Linked DNA regions of Mus musculus: all the other regions are linked to region 1. Evidence: chromatin contacts called from public HiChIP or PLAC-seq and promoter capture Hi-C data. All regions are on one chromosome and are shown on one strand. The core of a region is the stretch at or near the end of the contact, and the rest is flanking DNA. Distances in the headings are between cores, read along the strand shown.

Region 1 (6,946 bases), core at 3,207-5,706:
CATGAGTTAGTTCCTGGACCCTGGGTAACTCACCACTGCCTGAAAGCCCAGCTCACTGACTAGCATCCTCTTCCAGCTTCCATAAGCCTGCATATAATGTGGTGTGAATGAACATGCATGTAAACACACATGCCTATTCTTAATTAAAAATAAAAGAAATGTCCTTTTAAATTGTGTGTTCTAGTGTAAGGATCCATGATTTGCCAAAGAATGATACCCTGGACTCAAAGAGTGTTTTACTCTGCAGAAGCCCATCATGCTGGGGTCTCCTATTAGCAGAATAGAGAGACAACCAAGTGAGCTCTCAGGCCTGATTTAAACCTTAGAGGATTCTGGGGGTCGGCAACCTTTATCTTACTCCATCTTTAAGACCATTCCATTACCAGGGCATGGGGGCTGGAAACTGAGGTCTGGAAACTGTTGCTGAGGAGCTGAAGGAGTCTGGAAACTGCTGCTGACCCACTGTCCTTGCCTCCGGCCAGGTGGCAGGGCAGCTTCTGACTAGCTGCCCGAAGCCTGGGTTTTTTTTTTCTAGTAACTGACTTGCCTGGACTTGCCCAGTTCTTAGTCCTTGTCTCTTGGACTGCCAATTTGAAGTCTGTCATGAAGTCAGCCTAGCCTTCTTCTAGAAGAGCTAAGAAGGGCTTCTGTTTTTTTTTTTTTTTTTTTTTAAAGATTTATATATTTTTATTATATGTAAGTACACTGTAGTTGTCTTCATTCACTCCAGAAGAGGGAGTCAGATCTCATTACGGATGGTTGTGAGCCACCATGTGGTTGCTGGGATTTGAACTTCGGACCTTCAGAAGAGCAGTTGGGTGCTCTTACCCACTGTGCTATCTCACCAGCCCCAAGAAGGGCTTCTTAATAAGTAACTGAAGTATATGCCTGCTAGTTATAAGCAGGGGATCCAAGTTTGTGATACAGAAGTTTGCATGAAGAATAAAAAATAAGCCAGGGCTGAAGAGATGGCTCAGAGGTTAGGAGCACCGGCCAGCCACTCTTCCAAAGGTCCTGAGTTCAATTTTGAGCAACCACATGGTGGCTCATGACCATCTATAATGAGATCTGGTGCCCTCTTCTGGCCTGCAGGCATACATGCAGAGAGAACACTGGGGATTTGTGAAGCTCTGACCACTGAAAGCTGGGAGCCAGTGAAACCTCATCTCAAAGAACAAGACAGAACAAAACAAAACTTTAAAGCTGGGTGTGTTGGTCCATAAGTCCATACCTGTAATCCTAGCACTAGAGAAGCTGAGGCAGGGGGAGTATCACAAGTTTGAGCCAGACAAGGCTATACAGCCAAAAACCAGGCCAGCCAGGCCTGCAGAATAAGAACCTGTCCCAAATCAAATCAAAGCAACACAAAGTTCTCAAAACCCAGGGAGCAAATGTACATCTCGATGTTCTGAAACGCATGCTTTCCTTTCCTGGTTGATGACTGAATATGCTGTAGTTCCTGGATCTGGATCAACGTTGTGTCCTTTCTCTCTCCCCTTCCCCCCATAGCATCTCCCACATGCTAGGAAAGTGCTCCAGGCCTGGGCTGTTTTCCCAGATTTTTTTTTTTTTTTACTTTTGAAGACAAGGTTTCACTAGGTTTGACCAGACTAACCTTAAAGTGTTTATATCCCAGTCAGGCCTTGAACTTGCCACTTGAGTAGCTGGGATTACAGGCTTGAAACCTTAGGCCCAACTTTAACATTTGTTTCAACTGAAAATGGTCATATAATTGCTTCCTCTAGAATCTACTTTAGATCGAAAAATTTTTTTTTCAGTATTAAACTTCGATTCCATTACTGGTGGTTGTGAGCCACCATGTGGTTGCTGGGAATTGAACTCAGGACCACTGGAAGAGCAGTCAGTGTTCTTAACTACTGAGCCATCTCTCCAGCCCCCTTGGCTTACATTTTTTAAAACATTTTTTCTTCCAATTTCACATCTCTTTTTTTTTAAAATGTCATTAAACATTTTGAGAAACATTGTCAATATTTGAGAAACTGTATGAAATTCCTGGCATTTAGAAGCACGGTGAGAAATCAGGCTAAGTTTAATTTTCTAATAGCCCAATTTACCTTCAAATCTATTCACATTGTGAGCACTCACTGCTAAACGTGGCTACTGCCATGTCCTGTATGTGGAATGCCAGCAATAACTGAAATCCCTACTGAAAGTCCACTGCATGCAGACATTCCCAGGTGGCTTTCCTTCTGCAGCATTCCAGATGCTACTAGACACAGGGGAACTACAGCATAAAGGGAAGCCAAGTGGAAAACGCTTCCTTGAACACGTGTAGCAAACGTATTATTGTGCAAGTTTTATAAAACATGAAACTATCTGAGCACCTTACCTCATCCCCTCGGGGCACTCAGAAATGGTCCCGGGGCTCTAAAGTTAGTCATTAGTCTCAGGCTGGAGAGATAGCTCAGTGGCTAAGAGTACTGACTGCTCCTCCAGAGGTCCTGAGTTCAAAGGCCAGCAGCCACAGGATGGCTCACAACCATCTGTAATGGGATCTGATGCCCTCTTCTGGTGTGTCTGGAGACAACTACAGTGTACTCATATACATAAAAATAAATAAATAAATCTAAAAAAAAAAAAAAAAGAAAACCTCATTAGTCTCATGACCATAGTCACCTCAGGTCATACTCTAGAGGAGACAAGGAAATGTGGCAAAGTTAACCCTCCCTTGAAGAACCACATTTATGTTCTTATCCATATTTACTTACCCATGTACTTTCTTTTTTTTTTTTTTTTTTTTTTTTTAAAGATTTATTTATTTATTTATTTATTATATGTAAGTACACTGTAGCTGTCCTCAGACACTCCAGAAGAGGGAGTCAGATCTCGTTACGGATGGTTGTGAGCCACCATGTGGTTGCTGGGATTTGAACTCCTGACCTTCGGAAGAGCAGTCGGGTGCTCTTACCCACTGAGCCATCTCACCAGCCCACCCATGTACTTTCTATGACTAGTTTGAGACACTCATTGCTCTGTTCTCAGGTGCATCTTACATTGTTCTGAGTACATCTATCCCCTAATGCTAGTGCTTAACCTATGGCAAAACATCTTGGGGTGTGGGTGTGGGGTGAGGGGTATGGGTGTGGTAGTACACACCTCTGATCCCAACACTCAGGAGGCAGAGGCAGGTGGATCTCTGAGTTTGAGGTCATCCTGGTCTACATAATAGACCCTAGGACACCCAGAATTACATAATAGAAAGATCCTGTCTAAAACCAAATGAGCAGGGAGGTAGCTATGCAAGCCTTTAATCCCAGTAAGCAGGGGGCAGAGGCAGGTGGATCTCTTGAGTTCAAGGGCAGTCTGGTCTACAGACTGAGTTCCAGGACAGCCAGGGGTACAGCTGGCTGATTTTTGAAAAATCAGCTGTAACTCCAGAGGATTGATGCCCTGTGTGCATAATTCACTCATACAGAGGAATAAATAATCTTAAAAGTAAGGTCTTTATTAAACCCTAATTCTTTCTTGCTTAAATAAACCAAAGCAACCAGACAGGCAAACAAAAGGAACGACTTTAAGGAGTCTAGGGCTTAAGGAGCCAGGGGGGAGAATGGCAGTTCTAAATAGGACGCTTTGAGTAGAGGGCGTTGATTAGCAACACTCGTCCAGCAAACTCCTGTCTTCAACAGAGAGCCAGGCAGTGATACCGGGGTCATTTGTACTAAAGTCTGGTCAGAGGTAAGCATGAGTGCCGAAGCCCAGAGTTGTGTACCTGGCTGTAATAAGCAGAGATTGTTGTGACCCGGAGACAAGGATGCAGGTGCCCAAAAGGTAAGGCAAATCAGCTGTTCAGGGATTGGTTCTCGCCTTCCACCATGTGGGTCTCCCACATCGAACTCAGGTCGTTAGGCTTGGTGTCAAGGGCCTTCACCAGTTTGGTCATCCTGAGTGTTCTCAGGTTGATTTTTTTTTTTTTTTTTTTTTTTTTTTTGGTGGTGGTGGTGTGGGGGAGAAATTTCTCGCTGCAGGCAAAACCGTTTACACCTAAATCTAAGGTCAGGAACGCTACATCTTAGCAGGTCACTTGTCATCGTCTCTGTACCGTTTTCTTCTGATTTCTCTTTATTTTTGTTGTTGTTGTTTTGGAGACCCCGCTTTATAATCAGATTGGCCTGGAAATAACTAACTTTGGTTATCCTCGAATTTGTTGCAGTCTCCTGCCTCCGCCATCCTTGAGATGGCAGATGTGAGTCAACAGGGTCTAGGCATTCTTCCCCTTTATCGCTTGCCCGCCCCTACTTCTGCGTGCACACCATACTCCACAATAATGTCCTTTGAAAAGCCCGTTTTGCAGGGAGGAAGGAACTCTGATAGTTTAGGAACTCCGTCCTTCCAATCAGAGCTACTTCGCTTCCCCGGCGACCCCGGAAAGGCTTTCGGGCAGGTTGGGCTGGGCGGGACTTCCGGTCCGGCCAAGCAGGCGCGGAGTTCTTCTTCCGCTCTCTCCCACGGGCTTCTGGAGCGCCGTAGCCATGTCTTACCCCGCTGATGACTACGAGTCTGAGGTAATGAAGCGGTGAGCGCGTGGCGGGGTCCGCGGTGGGCACCCGGTTCGGTGGGATCTGTCCCCGAGGTGAGGCGGCGTCCAGATCGGGCCGGAACAAGCGGACCTCGATCATTCCGGCCCTCCCGGCCCCGGGTCTCCTCCCCGGGTCCCTCCTCTGCCGGCCGTATGTCCCCGCGTGTAGTCGCAGTCAGTCGGAGGCGGGCTGAAGGGTGTTTAATGCTGAGTTCTTGGCTCTCATGGCGTCTGCTTCAGACGGGGCTATTACTGTGTTTTTCTTGTCTTGTTGCACCTGTAAGCGTGTTTTGTGCTTGCCCGGGGTCCCTTTTCTCTCACACATGTGAAGCCCTCCGAGGTAGCGACTGTCAGTCTTATCTGAGTAGTATGTTTTGCCTCCTGCTTGACATGGAGGCCCGAGGACGAGCATTTTTGGAGTCCCCATTTGGCGTGTCTCCCTAACTTTGTCTCTTTCCTTGCAGGCTGCTTATGATCCCTACGCCTACCCGGGCGACTATGATATGCACACAGGTGAGGCTCTCAGTTTGCCCGGCTGTCTCTTGCCTTCCAAGGATTGGCACTTTTTTCTTTGACCATCTCAGCGTTGACTCCCAACAGGGACCTGTTAAAAACTGCGTCCTAATGGAGTGGTGGAGTCGGCCATTAGGTCTGATTGGTAGGGTTGTGAAGAGTCTAATTAAACCAGGCCTTTTTTGTGGTCTACCTGCCCACGTCAGAAGAGGACCATCACTGACCCGGCTAGGTTTTTCTTACTTGGGGCAGATTTTATTTGTTATACTGGGGTGGAACCCAGAGCCCCATGCTTGTGGACGGTCTCTGAACCACACCCACAGCCCTCCTCCCTGAGCTGTCTGGCCAAGGTCAAAAAGCTTTGTGGCTTTGTTGTTTGGGTGCCGGAGATGAGATTAAACCACACACTCCAGCCCCAAAGAAGGAAATCTTGGTGTGAAAATCTTCCTTGATTCAAACCAAGTCTAAGTGAAATACTTTGGGGAGGCTTTTGAAGTTTACCGAAATGTTCTAGTCACTTTGAGATTAAGTAAGTACCAAGTGGCTTGCGATGCTCACAGCATGTATTTTATTGGCCCTTACAGTAGAGTAGTTTTACAAAGTAAGCATGTTAATGTGTCTTTAAAGGTGAAAGAAAATAGCGTACTATGCATCATTTGGTTAGAAAGTGAGTTTCCTTTCCTGTTTTTTAAAGATGGGGGTCTCGTTATGTAGCTCTGGCTATCCCGGAACTCACTATATAGAGCATGCTAGCCTCACAGATTCAGCTGTCTGAGGGTTGGGATTAGCAGTGTGCACCCACCTACCCAGCTGAGAAGTAACTTTAATGGTATGTCCTGAGGGACAAGGACAGTGGGCTGGGATTGAGGATGACGGCTGACCTTAGACCCTTGCCCATGCTGGGCAAGCAGTCTGGGACTGAGACTGAACTCTATCCCCGGCCCCTTGGGGTGGTCCTGCCCCGACGTGTCATCAGGAGCCTGGGAGCACTCTGTCGTGTCTCTCTCCTAGGAGATCCGAAGCAGGACCTTGCCTATGAGCGGCAGTATGAGCAGCAGACATATCAGGTGATACCGGAAGTGATCAAAAACTTCATCCAGTACTTCCACAAGACTGTCTCCGATTTGATTGACCAGAAGGTGTACGAGCTTCAGGCCAGCCGCGTCTCGAGTGATGTCATTGACCAGAAGGTGTACGAGATCCAGGACATTTACGAGAACAGGTGTGGATTGTAACATTGTCTTTCTGAGTGGAGCTGGCCTGGCGACGGGGGCCTGCAAGATGATGCAGCTCCTCCCTGTGTGTGCAAACATGTGCGTGTGTGCTGTGTGTGTGTGTGTGTGTGTGTGTGTTTTGGAGATGGTTTCACTATGTCTTTATGACTCCTTTGGGCCAGAGCGCTGGTTTATCCTTCCTAATGCTGGCACTTCTTCATACAGTTCCTCATGTTGTGATGCCCCCCTAATCATAAAACCATTTTTTTGTTGCTACTTCATAACTGTCATTTTGTCATTGTTGTGAATTATAATGTAAATATTTTCTGGAGGTAAAAGCTTGTCAAGGAAGTTGTAACCCACAGGTTGCAAACCACTGGCCTTGGAGCCATGTTAATTAACTGGACTTTGTATCCCAGAAACAAACAAGATCTAAAATAACATCATTACTAATAATGACAGAAGTACCAATTTGTACATGTTACCATGTGGATGAAGCAGGGTTGGCATGTGTGTTTATTGCTTTGCTCTTAACAGTAATCCCATGATGGGAGTTGTGTGATTTTTTTTTTTTCTTCTTTTCTCCTGTTGTAATAGAACTGAATTGCATAGCTAGCACTGTGCGTATGCCGAGTTCTGAACCTGTGTACTCTTGACACCGGAGTCTAATTTTGAACTA
Region 2 (7,045 bases), core at 1,503-4,002, 600 kb after region 1:
AGGCAGTGCCCAGGTTAGTGTGAACCAGCCTCCTGTAGCCAGAGAGAAATCCAGTCCTCAGAGTCCAGCAGGGAACACAGGTAGAGGCAGGGAACACGGGTAGATAGGCATAAGCCAGAGCATTAACCTGAGGACCGCTACTGTGGTTACCTCCTGATTTGGTACTGAGCCTGACAGTGGGCTTCAGTCCCTGGCATGCAGCCCCTCAGCCCTTCAGCCCACTGCTGAGGTCAAAGACACATTTCACATCTCCACAGCTCAGCCCTGTCAAGACACGTAATTGTAACCAGCGTGACAACACAACACACTCTTTAGTTTGGAAACTGCTGTAGATGACAGGGCAAACCTTGGAGGCCTGAATCTCAGCCCACTGTGGCAGAGGTGTCTATACCGAGACTGTAGCTTAAAGCCCCTCCTACAAGCCAACAGAACACTGCAGCGAGTGAACAAGGAGAGCATAGTGGAGAATTGCAGCTCTTGATCTTTCAAGGGCCAGGCCTGGAGATCTACTTTTCTCCCCTTTAACTCCGACATTTTCTGTTTCTATGAGGTAGGTTGCGTGTGTCCTACTGCTCGATGTGGAGGTCGGAGGGCAAATGTCAGGAGTCAGTTTTCTTTGTCCCATGTGGGTCCTAAGGATCAAACTCAGGTTGTCAAGCTTAGTGACTTGCGTTCTTACCCCATGAGTCATCTTGCTAGCGCTTAATACTGAAGAAACCAAGAGAGGATCCAGATGCATCAAATAGGTAGACATTATGGAATAATGGGGCTTGCTTGTGTCCGGATCACTGACTGTTTTTTGGCAACCATTTATTGAGCACTGCTGATGCTGGGTATCTTTTTTGGTTTTTTTTTTGGTTTTTTTGTTTTTTTTTCTTTAAGACAGGGTTTCTCTTGTGTAGCCTTTGCTGTCCTGGACGAAACTAACTCTGCTGACCCAGGCTGGCCTAGAACTTTGAGATGTGCCTGCCTCTGCCTCCTGAGGGCTGGGAATAAAAGTGTGCAACTGTGTTTAATTCTCATGACAACTTTAGTACTGTTTTTCAGTTGAAGAAACCGGTCCAGTGAGGTGAGGGCTAGAAGGGAAGGAGCTATAGCTGGAGCCTCAGGGTGCACTTGTATGTCCAAATGATGTGACTTCCCCTGCCAACACTGGCACTTTAAGCAGGGTGCTGGAGTCAGAAGGTCGTAGAGCGGCTGTACTGTGAAGGACTTATGAGCTGAACGCTGCCATAGCCCTGGTCTGTCCTCTGCTCCGGGCTCAGGATTTTCTGGATCGTCTTGTCCACCCCCCAGTGGTCTGAGGGTGACATTGTACCGCTCCACTGTTTGCTCTCTTGGCAATTTTGCAATAGTTGAAAACCCTTTTACTGTTAAGCAGACTCTCTTAAACTTACGTATAAGCCGAGCACGATGTTGCATGAGTTTAATCCCAGCACTTTGGAGGGAGAGGCAGGTGAATTTCTGTGCGTTGAATGTTTTCATAGAGAGTTCCAGGACAGCCAAGCCTGGAACTTAAAAAAAAAAAAAGTAATAATAATAGATCATGTTTGTGGCTCAGTTGGTAGAATAAAGGCCTGGTTTTGATTCCTGTGTGGTGACACACCTGTGGCCTTAGTTCGAGGTGGAGGCAGGAGGATCAGAAACTCAAGGTCATCCACAAAATGAGTTCAAGGCTAGCCTGGGCTACATGAAACCGTGCTTTTAATGTGTGTGTGGGCCCAGGGGTGGGGGGGAATGAAATGAATAAGTGGTTTAAAGATGCTTGCTGCTGCAGGGTGTGGTGGCCCACGCCTTTAATCCTAGCACTCGGGAGGCAGCGGCAGGCAGATTTCTGAGTTTGAGGCCAGTCTGGTCTACAAAGGACAGCCAGGGCTACACAGAGAAACCCTGTCTTGAAAAAAAAACCCAAAAAAATGCTTGCTGCTGAGTGTGAATTTGATCCCCAGGCCCCACGTGGTGGAAGAAAAGTGTTGTGAATATTCACCAGAGAAGACCGAGTAGACATGGGCTTTAAGCCATAGAAAATCTTTATTAGCCAGTGTTTAGGATCTCAGTATAGCCTAGCAAGCCTTTCTCAGAGTGAGCTTTTAAGCACACACTCGCACATACACACACACAACAAAAAACACGGAGTCAGTTGTGCTAAGGTCTGGGGCCCTGTTACAGAGAGGATCAACTGCAAGTGTCCTCTGACCTCCATAAGTACACATATTGCTCACTTGTGGTGGTGCACGCCTTTAATCCCCGTACTCGGGAGGCAGTAGCAAGTGGATCTCTGAGTCTACAGAGAGTTCCAGGACAGCCCAGGGCTATACAGAGAAACCTGGTCTCAAAAATTAAGCCGGGCGTGGTGGCGCAGGCCTTTAATCCCAGCACTCGGGAGGCAGAGGCAGTCGGATTTCTGAGTTCAAGGCCAGCCTGGTCTACAGAGTGAGTTCCAGGACAGCCAGGGCTACACAGAGAAACCCTGTCTCGAAAAACCAAAAAAAAAAAAAAAAAAAAATTAAATAAACAAAAACCAGATCTCTCTAAAATATGCAGTTTCGGAGCCAAGCCCAGACCCAACGGCACAGAATAGCTGAGAAGCACCCGCATCTCTCCCTGAACATACTCTTACAGTCAGTTGAAATTAAGAGGCTGGCGACACCAAGGGGGCGAGCTGGAGGAGACGCCAACGCTTTCTCTCTAGCCAGCCCGGCTCGCTTCCGGAAGACGCTCTGTCCAGGGGTGGGCCGCTTCGCCTGCTCTCTTCCGCTTCCGGTGTCCTACAGCCATGGCCGCCGCCGTCGCTGCAGCCGGCGCTGGGGAGCCTCTGTCCCCCGAGGAATTACTCCCGAAAGCCGAGGCAGAGAAAGCCGAGGAGGAGCTGGAAGAAGACGACGACGACGAGGTGCTAGGGCTGGCGGGGAGCGGGGCGAGGGCGGGCGGTTGGGGCGTGGACGCCGCGAGCCGAGAGGGCGGCTTCTCCGCGCGGCACGGAAGGGCCAGGCCCGGGGCTCGGCGGTTGCGGTGCTGCTGCCGCTTCACCGACGACCCACGCCTCCTCCACCACAGCTAGACGAGACCCTGTCGGAGAGACTCTGGGGTCTGACGGAGATGTTTCCCGAGAGGGTCCGGTCAGCCGCCGGAGCCACCTTTGACCTCTCGCTCTTCGTGGCTCAGAAGATGTACAGGTAAAAGGGCCGACGGAGAGCCACCGGGAGCGGGCATGGACGGGTGACGGGTGCTGTCAAAGGACAGCGGGCCTCGGGAGTCGCAGAGCAGAGTTTGAGTGACCTTGGATTCATTGTCATACCCCGAGTGTGGTTGGTCTTCTGCAGAAGGGAGTTCTTTTTTTTTTTTTAAAGATTTATTTATTTATTTATTATATGTAAGTACATTGTAGCTGTCTTCAGACACTCCAGAAGAGGGGGTCAGATCTTGTTACGGATGGTTGTGAGCCACCATGTGGTTGCTGGGATTTGAACTCTGCACCTTCGGAAGAGCAGTCGGGTGCTCTAACCCACTGAGCCATCTCACCAGCCCCAGAAGGGAGTTCTTAACCTGGCGGGGTCGTTATGAGACTAAGGTTACGTATATACGAGGCTTATAAGAATGCACTGTATCGCTAGGTAATTACTGCTCCTCTTGCCTCTGCCAGGACTCTGGGGGCAAGGAATTGGTAGGGTACGCTTTTAGAAGATCGAGGGCGGTACTGCACGTCCTGTTCCAGGTTCGGTCCTAGCCGGAGTGCCGGCTTTCCTTTTCATGACGCCTCATCCACTCTTTCCCTCTGCAGATTTTCCAGGGCAGCTTTGTGGATTGGGACCACTTCCTTCATGATCCTGGTTCTTCCCGTTGTCTTTGAGACAGAAAAGTTGCAGATGGAGCAACAGCAGCAACTGCAGCAACGGCAGGTGAGCACATGTTCTTCTTGGCGGTGGGCCAACCGCAGAGCCCCAGGAGATTGGCACTTAACCCCAAGTGGGAGCAGGTCCCTGTACTTTCAGGTACTTGGCAGTGTAGAATTTGCCTGCCCCTCATGTGTGACAGAAGGGACCGACGACTGGAACTATGCAGTATCTTAACAGTCTTTTTTTTTTTTTTTTTCTTTTCCAGATACTTTTAGGGCCTAACACAGGGCTGTCAGGAGGAATGCCAGGGGCTCTACCTCCACTTCCTGGAAAGATGTAGATTCTTCCTTCGGTATTTGTCCTTGTGGGAGAACTTTGAAATTCATTTGTGTTTGAACTGCTGATTGTTGGAACTTTTTATTCTTTTTTTTAACCTTGGCACATGGATCTATTTGAACATAGTGGGAACTTTCTCTGTTTCTCATGGAGAGACCCCAGGTACACCTGTGCCCTACATAATGAAGTCCCTCACTTACTTCTTCCTGTTCTCACTCCAATGCTGGAGTACAGCCATGTGGAAGGTTAGCCTACTCTCTAATAAACTGCTCCTAAGGAAGTTCTTACATGCCCATTGTGGGAAAGAAGTAAGTACCCCTGACCATAAGGACTTTTTTTTAATGGAAATGTCTAGGACATGTAAGCACCGTGGCACTGACAAAATTCATTATACCTGAGTACAGAAGTCACCAGGAATCCCAGAGAGAAGGGAGGCTGGCTGTAGCTTTAGCCAGAGGGGGACTGGGCAGAGCAGGCACTCATTTCCTCTGCAGAGTTTGGCTCTTAGACCTGCTTATGTATAAAAAAGAAGTCAGCGCTCACTTTTTGTATTTAAATATTAAAAGAACTCGAACTGAAAGTGTTATTGCTGTGTTTGTGGTAGTATTTCACACCTAGGTTGTTTTAGAAAGCCAGGAACACTGCCTGCCAAATTTCCTCTGGCTTCAGCCAGCATCTGTTTCAACCTCATTTCATAGACCAGTCTGACCTCAAAAAGCTTTCTCTTCTTTTCCTTGTGTGTGTGGTATGTTTTTTGTTTGTTTTATTTTTTTTTTTTTTTCAAGACTGTTTCTTTGTGTAGCCTTGGCTATCCTGGAACTTAATTTGTAGACTAGAGCTGGCTGAGAACTCAGACCTGCCTACCTCTGCTTTCCAGGTGCTAGGATTAAGGGCAGGAGTCACCAATTCCTGTTTAGTGAAGTTTCCAAAAAGGAAAGAGAACATTTATTATTGAACATAGTAGTGATTATTGCCTCAAATTCAAGACTCCCTCCACAGAAAGTGCAGGCCAGACTCTGGATATGCAGACTATACTGTATTTATAACCTGTTTTCTGTATGTTTGCCTTATAGTCTTGAGAAAGAGGAGGTTTGCAAATAGAGCTTGTTATCATATTCTTGTTTTTATTGGTGGGTAGAATCTCTCCAGAGCCCAGGTTAGCTTTCAACTTGGTCCTCCTGAGTGCTGAGGGATCATGGGCATGCACACCTGGTAAAGACATATTATTATTTTTGGTTTTTCAAGGCAGGGTTTCTCTGTATAGCCCTGGAACTCTCTGTAGACCAGGCTGGCCTTGAACTCAGAAATCTGCCTGCCTCTCCCTCCCAGGTGCTGGGATTAAAGGCATGCGTTGTCACTGTCCGGCTTATTTATTTTAAGTAACAGCAGAGTCTCTGATAATAGATCCAACTGTAGCTCTTCTTTTTGAGCCCTGCAGTCTTTCTACTCAATACTGGCCTTTTGTTTTTCTCTAGAAATGGGGTCTATGTTGACCATACTGACTTGAAACTCAGAATTGCCTGCCTCTGAGAAACCTCAATCCAATCTCCTACCTGAAAAACCACCTCCTGAGAATTGGGGCAGTGCTGTAGAACCACATCTAGCTTGGCTTTGATTTATTGTGCAGGTTTTCTAAGCTCTTCACGTGATTTAGGAGGTTGTGGTATTCCTATGGGTTAAGGAATCTGCACAAAGCCTGCTGACGTCATATGCTCTCCAGGCCTGTAGCTCCAGTGTACCCAGCCTTTCCTCCACTGTAATCCAGACGGATCCTCCTGACACAGCCTCCCCACTGCAAGCACAGCAGTGTGGTCGGGGCACCTCTGAACTAATCTCACAAAGTGAGTACTTTCTCTTGGTTTTTCAGCTAGGAAATCTGATTACTGTGTCTCAGAGTGGTGACATCCCTTCTATGACAAAATCCTGCCAAAGGTTTTTACATAATCAGACAAGTAGACTTGTGTTCAGCTTTTCATTTTTAATATTTGGTTAAACAAAATACATCTTTGTAAACAAACCCAGCACAAGGCCAACAGAAAAGGGAATAAAGCAAGAAAAACAAAGCCTAGGGCTGCCCCTTGCTGGGCGTCAGGGTCAGGCTGCCCCTTCCTTCACAGGAGTGGGGCTTTGCCCTGGGGCATTAACATGGGTCCCTGTTCCTAAGCACCAGAATTGGATATGAACAGAACCAGCCCTGAAATGCTTAAGCGTCTTTGTACATCCCACTAGCTCATGGACTCCACGTGTGTGTGGCTCGTTTGCAGTGCCATTTGCACAGGCCCAAGCAGATCTGTAGGGAAGAGTCTCCTCTTCCCAAGAAATGGCTTACTATCACCGACAGTGCCAATGGACCCAAGGTCCTGCTTGTGACAATCAGCAAGGTCGGCTGTAACTTCTGGCTGGTAGTGATTGGAATGTCATTGTGCAGGGGCAGAGTTCCCCATGGTGCCAAGCAGATCTGGTGTAGAAAATGGTGCAGATGACCATGGCTGAGCGCAGTGCAGTAGCCACTCGAGGCCTCTGCCACTTGAATAAAAAACGGCCTTGTTGGATTGAAGATACATGTGCAGAAAAAGTGCTGGTGTAAACATGCACTCCAGTCACAGTGGGGAGACAGCCCCCCTTCACCCCAACAAGCTTGCTCAGGATTAACATGCAAGCCCCAGGTAGCTCTGCTGCCAAGGGAGAAGAAGCAGGCCAGTGGGGCAGCTCTCAGACCTGCAGAGACCATGGATCGGTAAGGGCTGGCCAGGTCACCTGCCTTGAAGGCCACCACAAACACATTGGTATGGGGGTATGGTAATTATTTCCCCTCATTTTCCAAAATTACAAGAAAAAAATGATCTAGAACTAGTTGAAGTGGGGCAAGCCAA
Region 3 (7,077 bases), core at 3,955-6,454, 530 kb after region 1:
TGAAGTAATAAGCAGGTAACATGGGAGTATAACACTGTGTAGTCTATCTACAAGAACTTACACGTTCCTACTGTAGTTTCTAGTGTTCATGAGAAAGATGACTCTGCTAAACTAAAACAGAAAAGAATGAACTTGGCTTACAATAAGCTTGTTGGCTGCCTCTTTAATCTTTTCCACTTTGGCTTCTGAGAGGCCTTTGACATTGCAGAGGGCTCTTCTTGTTGTCATTTGTATCCCTTTAATGGTACAGATTCCTACAGACTTCAGTTTCTTAATATCAGCCATGTTCTGAAATAAAAGAATGAGCGTAGCAGATTGATAAAATGCCAACCTAAAAGTCTTCTCTACTATGTCATGAGCTTCGTGTCCATCTCTTTCCATCATGATGCTAATTTTACACAAGCAACCAGGTGGAACCCACCCACCACCTAGCCAAATGTTCTGGAAATATCAGAGTAGAACATACCCAGCATGGTGCCAAATGTTCTGGCTCTGCCCTGATTTTCCCAAGAATGTTAGTGAGACCATGGCAATGTAGCAAGGAATTAAAAAGAAAAGTCTGTTGGTGGAAAAGCTAACAAGTTTCTCACACATTCACCCCCTCAGTTCAGCTCCTTCTTTCTACAGAACTTCATTACCAATATGTTCTCTACAGTTTTCAAAGTTTATTTTTCCGTCTGCTCCTGAAGAACACAAATAACTACATCACCAAAAGACTGGGATTTTCTCCTGCTTCTATTTTCTAAAATCAATGGAAAGAGATTAATATGGAGATTTCAAAAGACAACCTCAGCAAACTTTTAACCCATGATTGCTGTTCACATCCACATACTTCCAAAGTCTACATTTCTGCCACCATGATTTACCCTGGCCATTCGACAAACAGACTTTCCTGCAAAAGAAAGCTATCTATCTAGTGTAAGACCTGGAAAGACAAGAGGCTTCCTTAGAGAAGCTCTAAACACCTCCGGCTGAGCCAGTGGTTCTCAATCACTGGGAGTCCTTGACAGTATCTAGAGTCATTTTTGGTTGTCACAAGTAGGGAGTACTACTGGCATAAATGTAGTAGACGCCAGGTATATGACTTCAGTTTGATGTGACTAAGATATCTGTGAGTTGTAACTCCATGATACCCAGAGTAAAACTGGTTGGGATTTTTCTTGTATAATTTCCAAGCACACTATAAACAGACCAAACCACTAGAGTGGTCTCTGGAGTTTTACTATTACTGGGCCCTGGAGTGTGTCTTTGACAGATCAACCAGATGTACTCCAGCTTTGATGAAGTCACTTTTTATCTTAGCCAATATATCCTTCTAACTCAATTTGTGGGGTTCTACATGGGCTTGTTGCCATCTGGGGAGTTCCCTGCCAGGAAATCCCCCATATTTATATTCTCTAAAACTTTGTGTTTGACTGCTTCTTGATTCAGTCTCTTGGCTCCATGGGGTTGGTTCTCATATACTAGTATTAAATTGTTCTGGAACACCAGGCACATTGCTAAACAACTTAAGACAGCCCATTTTACCACAAAATAAAGAATTATCCAGGGTTGGTAAGGACAAGGTTGAGAAAATGGAACAGACCACTTATAGCACTGAAATGTTACTCACAATCCCATGCTTCTGCAACAGGTCAATGTCTTGAAACAGAGATTCCTAAATGAAATGAAACGGAAAGAATGGATTTGAGATTTTATTTAAAACATATTTCACATTTTTGAGAGTGACTAATACTGATTTACTAGTCATTCCATAATACCTTAATTCTACTTCTCTAAAGCCTGAAGACCGATCACTTTTTCAAGCATGTTACATATTTAGAACATGCACCAACAATGAATGTCCTAGGGAGTAGCCCATCACATTTCCAATGTCTTCCATTAACTTAAAAAAATAAACTCTCCAAAACAGCAGAACACTTGAACATATCTTTTAAAATAATGTTTCGGGTTTTTTCTGTATGGGTGTTTTGCTTACATGGATGTCTAGCCCACATGAATGCAGTGTCTTCTGGGACTGAAAGAGTCACCAGATCCTTAGAATTGGAGTTTGTCCTATGGGTACTAAGAATCAAAACCTGGTCCTCTGGAAGAGTAGTGACCTTAACTGCTGAGTCATCTCTCCAGCCTTCATTTGACCTATTTTATTTAATGCAAATCTTGATATCCTTGTCCAGGATCACTGTGCATAGATAGGAGTAAGGCACTATTAAACTACTTTCATATGGAACTGGAGATGTAACCAATGGGAGAACATTTGCCTACCAGCAAGAGGTATTGGGTCAGATCTCTTCCATTGCAAAACAAACAACAAAAAAACCTTCATGCCAGTTGCTAAGTAGCTAAACTTAGCACCCTTGCCAAAGAAATCTTTACACATTTATGTGTGTGCTGTATTTCTACTTTTAGTTGCTAAAAACAGTAGCTTAAAAACAAGAAACTTGATTTTTGTGGAAAGGCTGGATGTCAACCTAACTTTCAACATTCTAATAATACCTCATCATCTTGGAATCCCGATTCTTCCTGCACAACTTGATCCTCCTTCATGTTGAAAGGAGAGCGGCAGTAAAATAATCAATTCTGGGAAAATAAGAAATATTAATTAAGAAGTAGTTTTCTTAATTTGCTTTTTTGTTTTTTGTTTTCGAAACAGGGTTTCTCTGTGTAGCCTTGGCTATCCTAGAACTTGCTCTGTAAACCAGGCTGGCCTCAGACTCAGAGATCTGCCTGCCTCTGCCTCCTAAGCACTGGGATTAAAGGCTTGTGCCCCCACCACCCAGCTCTGATTTGCTTTCTATGCTGTGCAAAACATTGACCAAGAGCAACTTGGGGAGGAGGAGAGGGTTTATTTGGTTTACATACTCTAATCACAGTCTATCACTGAGGGAAGCCAAGGTAGGAACTCAAGGCAGGAGCCTGGAGTTAGGATCTGAAGCACAGGCTGTGGAAGAATGCTGCTTGCTTGCTTGTTCTCCATGGCTTGCTCAGCCTGCTTTCTTATATAACTCAGGATCCTCTGCCCACGTGGTCCTGCCCACAGCAGGCCTGCTTCCATCAATCACTAATTAATCAAATGCCCTACGGCTGGATCTTGTCGGTACATTTTCTCAATGAGGTTCTGTCCCTTCAGATGACTCTAGCTGGTGGTGTCAAGTTGACAGAAAACTAGCCAGGACACCCAGCCCTGAGACTATTGATGATATTCTGCTATACTTGCGGACAGGAGCCTAGCATAAATGTCACAGAGGTGCTTCATCCAGCAATTGTTAGAAGCTGATGCAGAGACCCACAGCCAAACACTGAGTAGAGCTTGGGGACTCCTGTAGATGAGGGGAAGAAGTGATTAAGGGAGCCAGAAGGGTCAAGGACACCACAAGAAAACCTCAAGTCAACTAACCTGGGCCCATGAGGGCTTAGGGAGACAGGACTGCCAGCCAGAGAGCATGAATGGCACAGACCTAGGCCCTCTGCCCGTATGTAGCAGTTGTGTTGCTGGACCTTCATGTGGGCGTCCTAAAGCAGGAGCAGGTCTATCTCTGACTGTACTGCCTACCTTTGGATCTCTCCCACCTAACTGGGATGCTTTGTGTAGTCTCAGTGGAAGATACTCTTGGTCTTGTTGCTTGATATACTAGGGTTGGTTCCTGTCCATGGGAGGCCTCCCCTTTTTCCAAGAGAAGGGGTAGATGGGGGAAGAGGGAGGGGAGGTGAGAGGGAGGGACTGAGAGGAGAGGGAGGGAGGAAGGGAAGCTGAGATCTGCATGTAAAGTGAATAAATAACTTCTGTAAATTGAAAAAAAAATTAGCCAGAACAATATTCAATAACTTAGTTTTAAAAAAAATCCTCGGAAGCTATAGACATGATGGTGTACATTACAATAAAATGTAGTCTGAATAATATTGTCCCTAGTTTATTTTGTTTGTTTCCCCTTTTTGTTTCTGTTAGTTTGTTTTTTTTTTAAAGATTTACTTATTTTTATATATGTGAGTACACTGTTGCTGTCTTCAGGCAGACCAGAAGAGGGCATCCGATCCCATTACAGATGGTTATGAGCCACCATGTGGGTGCTGGGAATTGAACTCAGGACTTTTCCAGTGCTCTTAACCACTGAGCCATCTCTCCAGACACTTTTTTTTTTTTTTTTGAGACAGTGTTTCTCTGTGTAGCCCTGGCTGACCTCAAGTTTCCTCATTTAATGTCAAAGTCAAGTGTGGGGTGCCAGCACAAAGGAAACAAACTAGTAAGGTGGCGAATAGTTGGGTACAAAAAGAGGACAGTATTTAGTAGGCTCTTTTGGAATACTGGGGTTTGTTTGTTTTTTCAGTCTTGAGTGAAGGTTTTGCCTGTAGCCTTGACTGTCCTGAAACTCCTTAAGTAGAACAGACTGACTTCGAGTTTGCAAGTAATTTCCTGCCTCTACCTTCTCTGTCTGTGTGTGTGTTTAACTTCTACATAGCTTGGAACTCTTTGATTCTCCTGCCTCCACCTCCCCAGTTCTGGAACTACAGACATGCATCACCTTGCCCATCTCTTAACTATTAGCATGATTTCTCTAAATACCAGACTCTTCTTCCTGAGGAACAACGCAGATCGATCGCCTAATCGCCTCTCCTTTGGCTGTCAGATCTACTGGCCCTGCCTGCCTCTGCTGGCATCACTTCCACCACGACCCTGGGATCAGAAGCTGGTGCCCAGTCTCGGTCTCAGAGGCCTGGCGGCGAGCAGCGGGGCAACGAGAAGGCGGTCAGGGGCCCGTGAGCCCTGGCGCGAGGCTCTGTCGCCCCCCACCCCAGGCCTCCATTTTCCAGGCCCGACCTAGTTCCCTCATAATGCAAGAAGGGGGCCTTAAGGCTTGGGTCAGACTTGATTTACAGGAGGTTTGGCCATGTCTCGGAATCCCTCCACGCCTCAGAGCCTGGGCGGAAGGTGACAGACACCAAGCCAAGTCCAATAAGCGACCAAAAAATTACCACAGAAAGGGCGCGGAGAGGAAAGCTTTCTCAACGCGTCGAGTTTTCCTCAGATTTTTCCCGCGCTTCCTCTTTCCGCCACTCACCCCGACTCGAACCCACAGCCTCCCCGAGAATTTTCAAGGCGACACCCGCTCCGGCTTTCCCGTCCGGTCCAGAATTCTAACGCCGACCCAGAACGCGGAGGCCGGCAGCCCGCCCTGTCGTCGAACAGCTCCGGGCTTGGCGCCAAATGAGGGCCGCGGGAGCAAGCCCCCTTGATGGGCGGGGCCTGGGGCTGTAGGCGGGGCTCGGGCTGTAGGCGGGGCCCAGTGTGTGTGGGCGGGGCTCAGGTTGTGGGGGTGGGGCTCGAGGTTAGCTAGAGAACCTGAGCAGGCAAGGAAAGGCTCCCTGCGGGTCATCGGTAAATGTAGCACAAAGGAGAGCGGAGGGTGGGGCAGGGGCCCTAGTGAGGGCTGCTGGGAGGATGCGGGAGTGGGGGGTCTTCGGGTCTCCGAGGTTAGCGAGGGCAGTGGTGGAACATGGACTCTGAGGAGAGAGGTTTGGGTATGAGAAGAGAGTCTGGGCATCCCTTGGGCGAAGGGAGTTGCTGAGTCACGGGGAGAGCCTTGGCCGCTGACAAGGACAGGAGATGACGACCTTGGACTGTGAGGAGGTCGAACATGGGGGTCCCTTTCCTCCTGCCTGGGGCCGCTTTCACTCCAAGGTTTTCATACCTAGCTGGGTAACCCAGCCTTCCCATCCCCCCTTCTCTCCTGACTCTGCATTTGCGGTCCTCTCTTCTGGGATGGAGAGTAATTTTTTTTTTCTCCCTAACGTGGTTCTAAATGGTCTACAGAAACACACGAGGTTTTAGTTCTGTTTATAGAAACCCCGGGCCAGCCATGATGCCAGCAAGGCCTCTCTCTAAACTGTTTCCTTTTCCCCTTAGATGGAAACTGACAGTTCAGAGTCATGAAAAACTTGAAAGACCACCTGCAGAGGTTGCTTTAAGTGTCTTAGATGACCCACCAATACGGGCGACCTCTATATTCTTTTTGAACCTTTTAAATGGAATAAATTCCAAAACAGTTGACATTTTGAAGGACAGACCTATCTCCCGTGGATAGTTTTTTAAAAGGCTATAGCTTTTCAAAATGCTTACTTTACAGAATCATTGCCCGTCTTCTCGAATGGAAATTGTTCACTTGAAAAGGAACCCAAGGCGAGTGTGGTGGCGCACTCGGGAGGCAGAGGCAGGCAGATTTCTGAGTTTGAGGCCAGCCTGGTCTACAAAGTGAGTTCCAGGACAGCCAGGGCTACACAGAAACACTGTCTCGAAAAACCAAAAAAGAAACCCAATAGCGATGGCAGGCTCTCCTTCTGAATCCACCGAAAATACAGTAACTTTTGAGCAACTCGCTAGAAGACATCAACAGTATACCGGAGAGCTACCAAAGAGCGCAGCAAGACGATTTAGGGAAATCTAACATATGTCGTTTGCTGTAGTGACAGCTGGGAGCAAGAAATGCTCATAATATTTGAAGGTTGTGTGCAGTACACTCAAAGGAAGAAACTGAAATGAGCTCGGTAATGACAAATTCATGAAGTGAAGAGAAAGGCTTGTTAGGATAGCATACCGATGGTTCCGTGCAACTTTTTAAACGTTTAAAAACAGCCACAAACAGGGAGTGAAAAAAAAATGCAACTTCTCGTCCAATCAGGAAAAAAAAATTCTGTAACAATTCTGAGTATTGTGAAGTGGCAGTTTCAAGTTGACGAAGGAAATGAGTGAATGGTGTTGGAGCGACTGGGTAGCCATCTGCAGGGAAATAAAACTGGAAGCCAACTTCACACCTTACGCCAAAATAACTTCTAGATGGATCAAACCGAACATAAGAAAAGCCTGAGAAGAAAACATGTGGCCATCTATTTTTACTTAAGAATGTTTTCTTTTTAAGATTTATTTATTTTATGTATGTGAGTACACTGTCGCTGTCTTCAGACATACCAGAAGAGGGCATCCAGATCCCAAGACATTCTTAAGGGGGCTGGAGAATTGACTCAGTGGTTAAGAGCACTAACTACTCTTCCTAAACGTCCTGAGTTCAATTCCCTGCAACCACA
Region 4 (7,065 bases), core at 425-2,924, 620 kb after region 1:
ACAGTCTTTCCCCCCAGCCAGATAGCAATGTATTCTGAAACTGAACTTTTTCTGGCCATACAATGCTAAATAGCAATCGAAGCAATAGAATTAATACAACTGTCACCTCTGATCACCCCCAGCCAAGCAGTGAGCAACCTCCAGTTGAATTCTTAATACTTGGGGATACTGTCAGAATCCACAGATATAGGGTTACGGTCCACAAGACTGCCTCTCACTTTAGGAGTCCGAATCTCTGGGTCTGGAGATATAGCTCAGAGTTTCAGAAGACCTGGGTTGGATTCCCAGTACCCTAATGGAGGCTAACAATCGTCTGCGACTCTAGTCCAAAAGGGTTCCGGTGCCCCATTTAGACTCTACAGGCCCTGCACAAAGGTGGCACACAGACATACACACACACACACACACACACACACACACACACACACCATTCATACAAAATAAAAACAAATCTCAGTAAAAAACCATTAAGGTCAGGTTTCCAGCAGCATCTGCTCACAGACTTGGTAGTACGTTAAAAATGAGGACAAGACTCTCCCCGAATTAGGTGACGGCTATATTGTACCCTTTTCCTTACTTACTATATACATCCTGTGGTCCAATCCCTAAATTTCTCGTACTTCCTCAGGCGGCTGCTCTTTTTTTTAATCTATTACCAGGAGGAGTGGCCAGGTCCAGCCAGCATAATTAGATCTTGGTAAAAAACAGAACTCACCTAATAGTCTAAATTTTTCAGACATTTGAAACGGGAATTTCAGGTACACGAACGGCGGGTTTTTTTTTTTTTTTTTGGACTGGGACTTTCCACAAGTGGCAACTGAAAAATAAGCCACAAGAAACTACCTTGACAGATCCTAGACCTGTGGCTCAGCTGTTCACCAAAAACGTGAGGGGATTTACGCTAGAGTTTGGGCTGTCAACATCTTTCTGTTCACTCAGTTGCTCTCCGAGGAGTCATGAATGGAACTCCCTGAGGTCAGCATTTAATTAATTGTCTTGGTCTGGCGGCTGTAATATTACCACTCCTGGAATACATAGCATCGATTCTACTATAAAAATTGCCTTGCGCATGCCAGCACGCCGGACACAGTGTTGCAGCAACTGCCTTCAATCATTCGGAGTGCCAGGCTCATTTCACAGTTTACTATCTGGGTATGCGGCGGCCAGACGCGCGGGACTTAGGGAGGACAAGATTGGGTCCCGCCCTTGTCCATCATTTTGAGAGGCTCCAGGCGGGACTGTTTTGCAGTATGATTTGGAGGCTGGCCCCGCCTCTGGAAAGTGAGGTGGGGAGTAAAGAATGGATGCCTCTTTTCATTGGATTGTTGTCAAGTCAGTCAAACCTCTGCTTCGCTCCCGTTGGCGGGAAGGATCCAGGCAGGTAGCGTGCACGCTGTGTTGGCCCCACTAGAGGTGGGACCAAGGCTCCCGACCACTACGACGTTTGTTGTTAGGGTTTTGGTCTCATTAATTATTCATTAAAGTATTTGAGAGAGCTGCGACGATTGGTAAATGAGAGACTGGGTCTTCTGTGTCTCCGCTAGAGATACGTGACAGTCTCGGGAGGCGGGGAAGCCGCGCATAAATTATTCTAACAAGAAGGGGCGGGGCCGAGCATAAATTAGTTAAATGAGCCAGGGAGGGAGGGCGGGCGGCCGGCTGCGAATTAGCTTAAGTTCTTAAAGATGGCGGCGGAGCGGAGTCGCTCCCCGGTCGACTCGCCGGTGCCGGCCTCGATGTTCGCCCCCGAGCCTAGCTCTCCGGGGGCGGCTCGGGCCGCCGCGGCCGCGGCCCGACTCCATGGCGGCTTCGATTCTGACTGCAGCGAGGACGGCGAGGCGCTCAACGGCGAGCCGGAGCTGGACCTCACCAGCAAGGTAGGCCCGGGAGGCGGCGGCGGGGCCAGGGGTACGCGGAGGGGCCGGACGGTCTCCGAGGCGACGGCGGGCAGCCGGCTGTCCAGTGGCACGGCTCACGGGAGCGCTGAAGGGATGCAGCCCGCCCACCTGCCGCTCTCCCGAACCTGCCGGGCCCGGGCCCACTCTCCGCACCGGGCAGCGTCCACCCGGCCTCCCGCGCTTCCCGCTCCCGCCTCGATCGCTGCCACTTGGCTCCGCCACGTGGAACGGGGTTCCCGACTCGGGCCGCGCGCCCTGTGTCCCTGTCCCCGTGTGGATCAGCCCGCCCTCCCCAGGAGGGGGGTCCCTGAGACGCAGGGTCTTCCTCTTCTAGGAGCATCCCGGAGGACCAAGTGTCAAGGTGGCTTGGGCAGGGGGCGGGATACTCACGAAGACAGGTAGCCAGTCTAAGGGGTGGCAGCCGTTTCTCTTCCTGGTCTCTGGAAAGTAAACAGAAAGTAGTTGCTCAGTCGGCGAGAATGATGTCCGAGGAGCGTCCTCTTTCCGTGTCCACCCAAATAAAATAAAAAGATGGGACCGACAAGATGGCTCAGCAGGTAAAGGGGCTTGCCTCCTAAGTTTGACAACCTCAGTTCGATCCCCAGGACTCACCTAGTGAAGGAGAGAACTGATTCGTACACCGTGGCACTCGTCGCCTTCCCACACCCTGCCTTGTTATAATTAAAAAAAAAAATAGGCATGACCCTCAGCCTTGCCACTTACGAGTGGAGCCACCTCTTGTATTCATGCAATATGGAAGGGCATCTTTAAGTAGCATCTTCTGCGGTGTTGAGAAGGTAGGCAGAAATGAAGATCTCACCACTTACTTGGCATTGTGGAAAATAAGAAAGTAACTATAAGATGTTACTGGTGTTTAGAAAGTGTCAAACATCACTAAAGAAACTGATGCCAAGGGAGGGACTGGGCTTCCCTTCCAACTGTTGCCATTAAAAGGGTCTGTGACCTTAGGAAACTTTCTTAACCTCTCACTTCTCCAGCATCTCATCAAGAAAATGCAGATGTGTTGCAAAAATTAGAAGAGAGCTGGGCAGTGGTGGTGCGTGCCTTTAATCCCAGCACTTGGGAGGCAGAGGCAGGTGGATTTCTGAGTTCGAGGCCAGCCTGGTCTACAGAGTGAGTTCCAGGACAGCCAGGGCTACACAGAGAAGCCCTGTCTCGCAAATTAAAAAAAATAAAAAAATTAGAAGAGAATGTTAAGACCCATTATAGTCCCAGATGCATATCAGAGACTCACTAAATGTTTGCACTAGATAGATGATGATTCCCTGTGAGGATTAAAAAGCAGCTGGTGGAAGATAGAGCAGCCCCACCCCCTGCGCTTTGTAGGATAATTACAATAGAGATTTTATGGAGCTTTGATGTCTGTGGTCATACTATGCTGAACGAGCCTGATCTCGTCTGATCTCGGAAGCTAAGCAGGCTCGGGTCTGATTACTACTTGGATGGGAGATTTTATGGTGCTTTGAAAATGTGACATCTCATGATGGCAATGCTACATAAAACTTGGCTCTAAACTGGAAAGAACCTTTGCCCCCAACCTAAGTAAGCAATTCCCAACTGTTCTTTCTCCTTCTAATCTCTGCTGGGCCCTTGGAAGCCAACTAGCATCTTTTGTCATGATGGTCCTGTCTAGTGCCTCTAATACCATCATAAGGGTGGCCAAGCTCAGGGAGACCTCCATCCAAGCAAAATGCTAGAGACAATGTAACACTGGCAGCATCTGGGTTACAATTCTAAACTCTGATGAGTCAAATGGCCTGTTGGAAATGTACTGACTAGATGTCAGTGCATGGTCAGGGAGCTGAAGAAACCTGAAAGCTCAGTGGGAAATTGGGACAGAGCTGTGAAGAGGGTGGGACCTCTTTGACCATTTTAGTTAATTGCCTGGAGTAAGGAACTGTTACTTCATCAAGGAGCTGGAGAAATCCTTTGAAATTGAGTGTGTGTGTATGTGTTGAAAACAAAAACTGACAGTGTGGAGGAGAGAAGGGTGAACTGAATAGATTTAAGTCTTGAAAAGAGTAGACATTAGGTATGTATACCCTCACTATATATAGCTAAATGAGAGGAGCTAAGGCTCTGAGAGCTTCCAGCAAGAAACACAGTTACTGATGAATGGTATGAGACTCATGCAAAGTTCTTGAAGAAATGACTTGTTGAAGATAACTGGAATGCATGTTAGTTGAGCCTGGCCTGGATGCTTTTGTTTTGAAGATGGGCTCTAATTCTATAGCCCAGGCTAGCTTCAGACTCATAGCAGTTTTCTTGCCTCAGGTATTCCAGCGCTGGTATTACAGACTTGAGCTAGCCCAGATGCTTTATATTTTACTCTCTAGATGAGAAGATTGAGATTCAGGGAGGTTAAGTTCTTTGTTCGAGGTCACATAGTCGTGGCTAGAGAAGGAAATCCACTTGCCTCATGGTAACGGGCCTCCCAAGTAAGTGGTTGATACTTTGTTATCGATAGGATTTGCCCAGCTGTGGTTCTATTAACACTAACCTTGGTGGCTGTAGGGTTTGGTTGACAGAGATAGCCTTCTGCAGGCAGTTTTCACTGTAGTAAGCGAGACAGACAAGGTAGACCAGAATTCTTCTGTTATTACGAGAGCATTGGGCTGTGGGTGGAGGGCATGGCTGTCAGTGAACAATCTGCCCTTGAACCCCCTGATGCACACTGCAGGCAGAAGACCACGCAGAAGTGCAGGACAGCTTCCTCACAGTGCCAGACTGTCTTCTCCCTCCCAGTCCTCTTGTGAAGCTACAGGAAGTGGGCTGTGTACGCCTTTCCTCCTACGGGTTGTGGCACAGACACAGACTCGTTTCAGTATATCGTCTGGGTCGTACAAGGCTGTTTCAGGAGGGACGGCGAGTGTGTGAGTGTGTAAGGGGCTGCGCAGCTGTGTCCCAGTCGGGTGCCCTGGGGTATGGTCAGGGTCTTTGGTCAGGCTGTTGACCAGCTTTAGCTGTGGCCCTTTCTAGTGAGTGTGGTTCTAAGGCTGTTGGTTTCTCTTCTAGCTGGTTCTAGTGAGCCCTACATCAGAGCAGTATGACAGCCTACTTCGGCAGATGTGGGAGAGGATGGACGAGGGATGCGGAGAGACCATATATGTCATTGGGCAGGGATCAGGTGAGCATAGTTTTCCTTTCTTGGTTTGAAACAATTTTTTAGGCGCCCATTTCCCCACCACCACCCTTTCCTCTCATGTGTCTCTTGTGTGGCCACACTGTAGTACCTGCAGGTCTGTCTGGAGGGTGGGACCAGCAACTGAATATCAGTTCCTGTGTTAGCAGTAAGGACAAATTTGGGGGTCCACCTGCCCAGGGGGCCCTAGAAATGCTTCCTCTCCACCTCAGGTTTCCTCATTGGCATGCAGGGAATTGAAGTGTTAAGCAAGGAAACCTCTTGTCTAAGGTAAGGGAGGAGGTCCTGGCTAGCTCTCGAATTAATCCTGCTTCCTCTCCAGCCCTGTCTATGGTTCTTTCTGCTTTCTCTTTCCTTCTTGGTTGGGGATCTCTGTGGTTCTTGAAACCAGCAAGGGGAAGACACTCAGGATTCCCCCCTTCTGTTGAGCTGTTGTGGTCCAGGCCGCACACTTCCCTCAGTCTGGATAGCTGTGATAACAGAGGTCCCTCCTGGCCCCTAGATCTCGTGAGGCTTGGAGACTTATGACCATTCTGATTGTTGTCCTTAAACCTACTTGTTCATTCTAATGGAGCTGACAGTTTTAGAGAAAGGCGGACCCCATGTCCCAGATGAGACTATGGTTTTGTCCAGCCCCTATCCCACCGTCCGGTCACTCATAGTTTTATACCCTCAATGCTGTAACCTACTTACTACCTTCATCTTTATTACAACATTATCTTTGCTGAAATGAAAACTGAAGTGGTTGAGGATCGCTTGCAAGAAGCCCAGGCCGGGCCTGTGTGCATCATTAGGGCCATTTTCTTTGCTTAGCAGACTTGCAGAAGGCAGAAACTAGTTGGTTGGCAGACTGAGTCTGAGTTAAGGAGCTCTTACAGGCCTTTTGCCAGGCTTGGGAATGCACGCCTGTGATCCTGCCACTCAGGAGGCTGAGGCAGGAGGATGGCCAATTCCAAACCATTCTGTCTAAAAATAAAAATATAAAGCAGACCGGAGGAGTAGCTCAGAGGCAGTGCTTCTTAGGCCTGGCTGAGTCTTCTGCAGTGGCAGAAAAAAAAAATTGTTCTTCAACTCTTTGACCTATGGTGTTAGGGATCTTCCAAATCTTGATGCTTTCCAAGTTCTTTGGGGCGCTTAAAATTTGTTTCCCTGGGCTTGTAGGTTAGCAGTAAGAGGCTCACCTAGTGTGTTCAAGGCCCTGCGCTCTATCCCTAGCAATGAAAAACCAAACAAATAAAAAAAAATAAAGCTGGTGGTTCTCAACCCCAAGGAGCAAAGATGACAACCAGGGACATAGACTTGGTTCCTGAATCCCACCATGACTGCTGCCTTATCTCCTTTCTCCTCCCCCTCCTGCCAACCCTACACTTAAAAGAAGGCATGGTTCAAGAGATAGGCTAAGGGGTCGTCTGCCAAGGCAGGGAGGGAGCCAGTCAGCATTGCCATGTGCCACTGGTTTAGAAAAGGCTTGTGTACTTGGTGATAAGAAATCATTGATTGCTCCTGTAAGCTTGACAGGTGCATCTCTGGCCTGCTCTAAGAAGATAGACCACTCATAGGTCACTTCCTGCGTTGTAGGAAGCCACATAAAGGTCAGTTGTGACAAGTGGTGGGGCGAGTCTGTAAAGACCCAGACTGTTCAGTATTTGTTTAAGTGTTTGTTTAAGAGGGGCTGGCCTGGGGGCTGGTGAGATGGCTCAGTGGGTAAGAGCACCTGACTGCTCTTCCGAACGTCTAGAGTTCAAATCCCAAGACAGCTACAGTGTACTTACATATAATAAACAAATCTTTAAATAAATAAATAAATAAATAAATAAATAAATAAATAAATAAATAAGGGGCTGGCCGTGAATTCTTGACGCTTTGACTTTGGCCTTGCCATGCCATGCAGAGTTTTTCTCCCATCCTTTAGTGCAGTCTGAATTTTACCATTGCCACCAACTCATACCTAATTAACCCTCCTTCAGAAGGAAGATGTCAGATCCTCCCTGGACCATCGCAGCA

What was found. Promoter capture Hi-C pulls out the DNA fragments that hold promoters and counts their contacts. HiChIP or PLAC-seq counts read pairs in DNA pulled down with a chosen protein or histone mark.
Region 2: a contact with region 1 is called in a promoter capture Hi-C map of liver, with 6 times the contacts expected there. The contact joins the promoter of Tomm22 here to the promoter of Eif3l in region 1. A contact is called at or near these places in 14 of 39 promoter capture datasets (the 3T3-L1 cell line, 3T3-L1-derived adipocytes, the C10 cell line and 9 more), 2 of 484 Hi-C or Micro-C datasets (B cells and CD8 T cells), 6 of 115 datasets of contacts at active chromatin or transcription factors (the SCID.adh cell line, bone marrow-derived macrophages, extraembryonic endoderm stem cells and 3 more) and 2 of 9 other capture datasets (adipose tissue and macrophages).
Region 3: a promoter capture Hi-C map of liver shows a contact between it and region 1, with 2.7 times the contacts expected there. The contact joins the promoter of Dmc1 here to the promoter of Eif3l in region 1. A contact is called at or near these places in 5 of 39 promoter capture datasets (embryonic stem cells, hippocampal neurons, liver and 1 more) and 1 of 115 datasets of contacts at active chromatin or transcription factors (bone marrow-derived macrophages).
Region 4: an HNF4G HiChIP or PLAC-seq map of pancreatic cancer cells shows a contact between it and region 1. The contact joins the promoter of Gtpbp1 here to the promoter of Eif3l in region 1. A contact is called at or near these places in 9 of 39 promoter capture datasets (the 3T3-L1 cell line, 3T3-L1-derived adipocytes, the C10 cell line and 5 more), 2 of 484 Hi-C or Micro-C datasets (B cells and embryonic stem cells), 6 of 115 datasets of contacts at active chromatin or transcription factors (the SCID.adh cell line, bone marrow-derived macrophages, extraembryonic endoderm stem cells and 3 more) and 1 of 9 other capture datasets (pancreatic islet).

What each region holds. Positions count from the first base shown.
Region 1 is chr15:79,070,767-79,077,712 of GRCm38.p6, forward strand. Eif3l (eukaryotic translation initiation factor 3, subunit L) reads left to right here and starts at 4,457. Exons shown (of 13, transcript NM_145139.2): 1 at 4,457-4,526; 2 at 5,005-5,053; 3 at 6,065-6,275. The coding sequence starts at 4,494.
Region 2 is chr15:79,668,116-79,675,160 of GRCm38.p6, forward strand. Tomm22 (translocase of outer mitochondrial membrane 22) reads left to right here and starts at 2,753. Exons shown (of 4, transcript NM_172609.3): 1 at 2,753-2,893; 2 at 3,058-3,176; 3 at 3,782-3,899; 4 at 4,102-4,747. The coding sequence starts at 2,777. The coding sequence ends at 4,176. It overlaps Josd1 (Josephin domain containing 1), which reads right to left. Exons shown (of 4, transcript NM_028792.3): 4 at 6,135-7,045.
Region 3 is chr15:79,599,905-79,606,981 of GRCm38.p6, forward strand. Dmc1 (DNA meiotic recombinase 1) reads right to left here and starts at 5,205. Exons shown (of 14, transcript NM_010059.3): 1 at 5,058-5,205; 2 at 2,497-2,580; 3 at 1,613-1,657; 4 at 142-288. The coding sequence starts at 2,547.
Region 4 is chr15:79,689,222-79,696,286 of GRCm38.p6, forward strand. Gtpbp1 (GTP binding protein 1) reads left to right here and starts at 1,675. Exons shown (of 12, transcript NM_013818.2): 1 at 1,675-1,877; 2 at 4,935-5,046. The coding sequence starts at 1,686.